Regions from separate parts of the Zea mays genome. Here region 1 is linked to region 2. A link is a contact called in public Hi-C data. All regions are on one chromosome and are shown on one strand. Each heading gives the region's core, a stretch centred on a gene start, on an enhancer-like site or on the middle of the called end of the contact. The rest is flanking DNA. Distances are from core to core; before and after follow the strand shown.

Region 1 (3,912 bases), core at 891-3,390, 330 kb before region 2:
ATGGTGAATTAATCACAATGTATAATGATCGTCGATGGGTAAGTCAGGTGAGTAGTGCCTTGATAGGTGTATATGTTAAACATAATTAAATAGATTCCACGTATGTGATGAGTAGTGGTCTTAAATATTGGTAAAATGTTCTGTTCATACGTTAAAAGGATGAAGTTAGTATTTTGTAGAATGCTCGCGTTCTATTTATATTATGGCTGGTTATGTTGGTACATACATAAGAATTAGATTGTCGTGATTATGATGATGACTTAATCGTAATATTATCTTGCGATACCCTTTGTGATACGCATTCATATGCATAATGCATTTCATTAGGTACGCTAGTTGATCGCGCGATGCGGAAGACGAACCAAGTCGACCCCAAGCGCGAGCTACTCCTGCATGGTGATGCTAATGGACGAACCTGCCTGAACAAATGCCAAGACAAAAGGATGGTCGTTAAGTGGTCGCCACCTAACAAACACTAATGTAGTGTTTATTCCAGGCAAGCCCTGGTGCATGCAACCCCTTCCTTGTGTTTTAAAATAATTTTTACACACTTTAAGTCTAGCGAAATGTGCATTAGGTTTATAGGAGTTGCTTGGAAAACCTTTGATGCACTGCCTACCTTGATATCCATACCTTTATAGATACTTCTGATGAAGTATCAAAATATGATTTACAAAAATGCTTATCCCTATTGAGATCTTGTGGATAAAGGTTGTCTTTTGCAATAAGGCCTAGCTTAGGGGTTATCCTGAGGAAGTATGACTTCTACCTGCAAGAATATTTTCATTGGGAGCGTGGTGGGATCTTACTGCAAAGTTCCCTATAATGCTCTTTTCATCCTAAGGAACACAAAACAATCCTAAGGATGGAAGTACTTAAATCGAGACTTGGGTTAGGAACAGGTGATGTTCTACCCAGGTTGATTAAGGATTATAGCGAATGTAGGCTTGATGATCGAGGACCTTTTAAATGGTCACATGCCTCATCATGGGTAAGCTTTGCCTCAGGCAAACTAATACCAGAATAAGATAATGTAATACCCAAAATGTATACAGGAATACTATATTGGATTTCCTTATTTTATGTGCCCTATCTGTATCATAAAAAGATCACACATATAATTAAGAGTGATTAGTTAGAAACAAATGATACAAAAAATAAAATAAAGTGCATCTTGTTGGAGTTTTATGTGTTTGTGCATTACATAAAATAATAAGGATAATAATAAGATAATAATTATAAAGGTTGGAAATAGAGAATTTATATAGAAAAACACTTACCAAACCACGGTAGTCGGCCCAGCCCTCCCTTGTACCGCGCAGCCCACTCCATATAGCAACCCATGATCACATGTAGTTTTTTTATCAATTCTTTAATCTCCTTGCCGGAGCCTGCGTCACCCTATCATCATAATGAGGTCAGCATGCAAGCCATCAGAAGTCCTCACGAAACGTGATCTAAGCTTCCTGGGTCGCTGCTTGTGGGTGTGGATTCAACAGAATCTCCTATTCTACGGCTGTAACAGACTCGCGCGTCAAACACGGATCACCTAGCCGCCCTCCCGTATCCAGCTGTTGGTTGTTACGCCAGCTATATGTATTCCCTGGTCAATACGTCGGAGTATATTAGGAGCCTGGTGCATGCTCCTGACCCATAGAGCCATAATCATCCTGAGAAGCCAAACACTACCGCCAATACAGAGAGAGAGATCGAGCCATAGATGCCACCAACGTGAACTGATATGGAGAGGTAATCATTGCAGCCGCCGCGCTTACCTCATGTTCTTGGCGCACCAAGGAAGAAAGCCGACCACGGGGTCGCTGCTGCGCTTGCAATCCAGCAAGGGAGGCGGTGTTCACTGTCGCACTCAGAAAGAGAGAGTACCGTGTGTGCGAAGAGATCGAGCGAGGCCGATTCCTCACCAGGCAGGAACTTCGACACCGAACAGACCACAACGCCAGAACCTTCGGTGAGAACCCCATCCATCTAGTTATACTTACTGCGCGTATCAAGTAGCACCTAGTTAATCTCGGATCCGTACACTAGGGCACTGGCGAGAATCCTGCCAATCATACACCGCTGCGGCCTCTACTCCGCTGTCCCTGGCCATCGTGAGGTAGAAGAAAGCCTAGGGACCGCAAATCCAGCTTTGGACGGTATAGATTAGTTTGGGCATATCCCTTTCGTTGTATTACATCAGAGTCGTTAGTTTTAGATCCGACCACCGTGGGGGAAACAATAGGCGTTGGCCGTTGATCGCTCTCTGGACGGCTCCGATTAGATCTGGATCTCATAAAACCGTAGCCGCCAATCTCAGATCGAGCGATCCTGGATGCGTACCGGTTCATTTTGGTTCGGATTTAATCTGGTGCGATCACATCTAATCCAACGGCCGAAATGGCTCTGTACCTCTTCGCTGCGTCAACCTTACAAAAGAGACCCTCTGTTTTTGTAAAACTAATCCACGGTCCAGACCAGTGGCGCGCTGTGTCTTGGCGATCTTGCGGGTTAGCCCTTGTATTTCCTGGTAAATGAGGCCCAGTCCAGAGCATTGTAAAATCAGAGAAATTAAATTTTAAATGGATTTTTAATATATAAATAAGTGCTAGAACTTATAAAATTGATAGAAAATTCATCCCTAGTCCAAATTACTTCATTCTAGTTTCTAAAATCTTGTAACATTATTCTATATCACTTAGAATCTTTGTTTTGACATGAAAACAGTAAGAAAATTAATTTCCCACTTAATCATATTTTAAGCACATAAAACCTTTGGAAATTCATATCTCAAAACCTATAATTCCAAAAATTATGATTTCTATTCCTAGGATTTTATTTTAATATGTAGATTATTATTATGTATTTTGTTTACATGTTTGGTGTGATGTTAATTTTCTCTATATATTGTGCTTGTTTGTATTGTGGCGAGTAGAAGAGCCTGTGACTGGGGATCCTGGTGACCAGCAGATAAAAGTAGCTGAGCAGGAGCTCATTGAAGGCAAGTTGTGCCCTTGATTCACTTTTGTTACCCAATAATGTTCTTTATAATCATTTACCATGCATAGGCTTAATTTTGATGGGACCCGATAGGTCACCCTAGATTGTTTATCCCTTTACCTTGTTACCCCTGAATCACTTGGGTAGTTTTGCTATTGCTTTACATGGTTTTGGGATAATATTTTATTATATCCATTTTCCAGTTATTTTGTTATGTTATTTATGTTCATGTCAAGATCATTAAATGTTAATTGGAACATGGAGCTTAACTTGAGAAACACGTGCCACCACAAGGGTTTAATGGGACGCCCTTGGCTGACTAATTAGGAAAGCTAGTGGAAGACTACCTTACCCGAAAGGGGCAAGGGCAGTAGGGGAGTGGTCAGTGTAGGGAGGTCCTTGGTTGATTTTGCTGCGATGGCGGTCAGACAAGAACCCTACATTGGAGCTTCCTATAAACTGTAGCGGGTTTTCGAAAGCTAGTGGAACTTTGTAAAGGCCTCGTAGTGGATCCCTAGCCATTCACCTCGGTAGTGTCTAAGGGCCTAGCTAACCCTGGCGACATGGGAAACACGACTTGTGGGTAAAGGGTACAACCTCTGCAGAGTGTAAAACTGGTATACTAGCCGAGCTCACGGTCATGAGCAGCTCAGGACTCTCTGATGACTAAATTATGGAACCTAAACTCAATTTGTCATTTGCATTTGCATGGGTTTATTATTAATTTTGTTCTTTTACTTTATTTAAGGTTTGGTATTTACTTACATTTAGTAACTGCTAATAAAATTTTGACCAACTACTTAAAAGCAATGCTCAGCTTTAACCCCTATTGTTGATCAGCCTTACACATCACATGAGCTCCCACCTTTGGTGAGTTCATGCCACATTATTCCCCACAACTTGTTGAGCGATGAA
Region 2 (3,737 bases), core at 470-2,969:
GCGAGTGGTCAGACATTAAAAAAATTAATGGATATCTGAAGATATCCAGGTAAAAAAATTGTGACTGCATTTCACAAGGCAACTCCAATTTGTCTCCCAAGCATTCCAGTGGAAAATTGTAGTACTTCAGAACGAGTCTTAAGTACAGTAGACAGTAGCTAATATGTGTTTGCAGATGCAGGCTGCAGCACTTTATGTCCTCTAAATATGACCTAAGAATCCAGTTGGGAACCAACTGCAGTAGAGGTGTACCATCAACTAGCTACAACAGTAATGTACCGTCTCGGATAAAGTTAAGCATACCACAGCACCAGTGTTCATGTGGCTGATGTCGGCTGTGACACCAGGTGCGTTGACGACATCGTATAGATGGAGCACCGAAACAAGAGGGTTCATCTTCATCAATAGCGCAAGTGGCTGCCCAATCCCACCTGCTGCACCCAAGATCGCGACTTTGAAGCCTGGCGCCGCACCTTTTGCACGGCAATTGGATCCCCTCAAGAGGGGAACATCTTCCATCTTCAAAACAAAGCAACATAAGAAAATTTAGCAGATATGAAAAGTAGAGCCCAGAGTGCATTTTTAGTCTGAATAAGGTGGGAACCCATCACCCATCAGTGTGACTAGTTTGGAGAAGATTCTAAAATCCCTAGACAGGTCGTTGGCAACCAATTTAAAAGGTTCCAAAAAGGATGAGGAGGAAGCTTTTGTGTTTGTCACTAGATCCACGTGACGTTCTGTTAAAACCATGTCACATGTGGTTTACAAAGGTAGGTGTCGTCATTCAAGTATCAGAAAGTAAGGAACGAAACCTAGAACTCTAAGAGACTCGATCGGATTCCGGTACTTGACAGAATTGCGCACATTTAGGCGCACAAACTACTTTCCAGGTGCAGTTCAGTAAAATGCGAGAGCGATACTACCACCACGCACAATGCAGTAAATATATGTAGCTGTCCGGTCAACATTTGGCAGTGGATACATTCAGGAACAGGAATTGAATCAGCAATCCCCATACAAAACAATTCGGCCGTTGGTACTGGTAGGCATGCACAACCCGATCCACGATCCAAGACAGTGGTGGCACTGGAAGTTAATATGGTTATACGGCTCCCATCCCATCAGGACCAAAGGAGCCTCCTTTGATGCCAAGGTCCTGCTTTGGGCGAGCCCGCGCTGCGGCGAAGGATCCCCTTGACCTTTGGGGCTCGAATTCACTGGCGTTCGAGTCGAGAGACGGGAGGGCGGGCGGGCGGCGGCGAAGCGAATCCAAGCGAACCGCCGCCGTCCCCTGTTACGGAGGTCGTCGAACTAAACGAGCCGGAAAGGTGGAAGAGGGAGGGGGGAGCGCGGTGTCTGACCTGAGGGTGAGAGACGGAGGGATGGCGCAGGTGGGAGGCGAGCGTGGCCATCCGCCTGGCCGCCGGCCCTTGCTGCTGCTGACCCATGGTTGCGCCCTGGCGTTGCAGAAACAAGAGTTGGAAGGAGAGAGCAGGGAAAGGGGGGTAGGTCGTCGTAGGTATCGTTGCTTGTTATTCCCGCTAGCTTCGCGAGATGGGGACGGAGACGGAGGATGCGTGGACGTTTCCAAGGGAAGGGATAGACGGACCGTTGTGATGGGGTATGGCATTACCCGTATGGGCGTATGGGCAGGACGGCGGCCGGGCACGGAGTGCGAAGGGAAGAGGTGCCATGGGATCACGGCGATGACGATACAAGATGCTACTAGTCTTGGCCCTTCTCGTGAATAGAACAATCCTCTCGTAAAAGGGTGAATGGCGTACGGTACCACTCGAGTGTAGTTGGGCTTCCACAGAGGAACAATCCGATGGATCAAACAATTCCAAGGATCCATCCATATAAATGGGCTCCAATTGGCCCAGCAGGGATGAACCAAGCCGTACTTGCCTAGTGGCACGGCACACCGTCTTGCCTATTGACACTAGTAGTGGCTCATGCTCATTGGATGATGAAATTCAGAGCAGCAGTGAAAGGCGCTCTGCACGCCGGACGTTTGCTGTTCAGGCATATAACAAACCTCTTACTATATTTGATGCTGATGGGGTGGTGCCTTTTCCCTGGTCAAAGATCGATTAACATGTTGAGCTGGAGAGCTAGCTTACTGATTGGCTGGCCTGTGCCTACCCTATAATCCGCGGCGCCTGTCTCATTTCTGTTTCATTGTGCGTTGTTCTGAACATCAGCTAACATATATAAGGAAACACTACTGTAGTGCTATAACAGTAAGCTCCATATAATCATAATGCGTGCGCTGGGCCCTACATCCACAATACTATATTCATACGTGTGCGTATAACAAGCCATATAACTCTCGTTGTGTTTCTTTCTTGTGTCGTGAGTTCATTGCGATTGGTTTGGTCGTCACCGACAGCAACTCGTCAGCTCTCCTATTAGGCGACGCAAAAGGAGCTGCCGGGCATGGCTTACTCTTGTTATACTACTTGAATCACGTTCTTCGCCGCTTATTTTACACTCGGCAAGACGTTGCCAAGTGTTCATTTTACACTTGGCAAGACGTTGTCAAATGTTACACTCAGCAAATAATGCTCGGCAAATAGTTCTTTGTCGAGTATTTTTTTCGGTAGCAAAACATTTTTTAAATTATATGAATAAATTTACATTTTTCATTATTATTTTGAATCAAATTTACATGTTTTGTAATGGTAAGATTCAAACTCGCAACCTCTCTCGCGCGCATACTCTCCTTTACCACTACAAGACTAAATCAATTATGTCTATATTATGTTTTCATTCCTCGTGTACTATAACAAACCGAGAGTAATTTAATTATTTAAGGTACTAAATGAATTAATTTGAAAATGTGACAACTATAAAGTTGCATAACTTTTCAAGATCTACAAGTTTTATTTTGATAGTTTCTACATCCGATGTTGTTTACAAAATTTAAATTTTAAATTTTAAAACTTCACACGAATTTTTCAATGATAAGATGATTTCAAATCAAAAAAGTGTCAATTACAAAGTTTAATTACATTTCAAGACCTACAAATTTTATTTTGGTAGTTTTTCCATCCGAGGTAATTTCAAAAATTCAAATTTTAAAATCCAAACATAGTTTTGCATGACAAGATGATTTCAAACCAAAACATTGTCAACTATAAAGTTTTATAATTCTTCAATACCTACAACTTTCATGTTGATGGTTTTTTTCGATGTCATTTTCAAAATTCAAAATTTAAAATTTTTAAATTCAGACGTAGTTTTAGTTGGCAAGATGACTTCAAATGAAAAGGTTGCCAACTACAAAATTCTATAACTTCTCAAGATCTACAAAGTTTATTTTGGTTGTTCGATCACTTGTTGATCTCACATGATGGTTCTAATAATATGCACAAATCTAATACATCTCTCTCGTAGTTTCATAAACTACGAGAGAGATAGGTTTTATAAATAAATTTACTTTTATTTTGTCATATGAAGAAATGTTCAAAATATAAATTGTACATCATGATGAGTTATACAAATTTATAGTTGAAATTTTTTTCATTTGAATTAATTTACTTCTTTAAAATGTGATTTTTAAATTGTCTTTGCCTAGTGTTGAAAAAAGCACTTGGCAAAGAGTTTCTTTGCCGAGTGTTTTCTTTTACCGAGGGTTTTTTGTTTGGCACTCGGTAAAGAGCTTCTTTGCCGAGTGCACGAAAAAAACACTCGGCAAAACATTTGGCACTCGACAAAGAGCCGAATTCCGGTAG

Evidence for each region. Hi-C and Micro-C count contacts between places; a contact is called where the count stands out from the background.
Region 1: a Hi-C map of ear shows a contact between it and region 2, with 2.7 times the contacts expected there. The contact joins the enhancer-like site here to the promoter of LOC100193491 in region 2. A contact is called at or near these places in 3 of 25 Hi-C or Micro-C datasets (ear, leaf and tassel).

Annotation. Positions count from the first base shown.
Region 1 is chr3:109,298,204-109,302,115 of Zm-B73-REFERENCE-NAM-5.0, reverse strand. No RefSeq gene overlaps it. Among protein-coding and RNA genes, the nearest start is that of LOC542562, 120 kb to the right of the region's middle. Within about 2 kb of position 2,140, at least 7 of the 20 cell types and tissues checked have an H3K27ac peak or open chromatin away from gene starts, as enhancers often do. A contact at or near this core is called in ear and leaf, where this site is marked.
Region 2 is chr3:108,964,156-108,967,892 of Zm-B73-REFERENCE-NAM-5.0, reverse strand. LOC100193491 reads right to left here and starts at 1,719. Exons shown (of 9, transcript NM_001138605.2): 1 at 1,362-1,719; 2 at 304-519. The coding sequence starts at 1,448.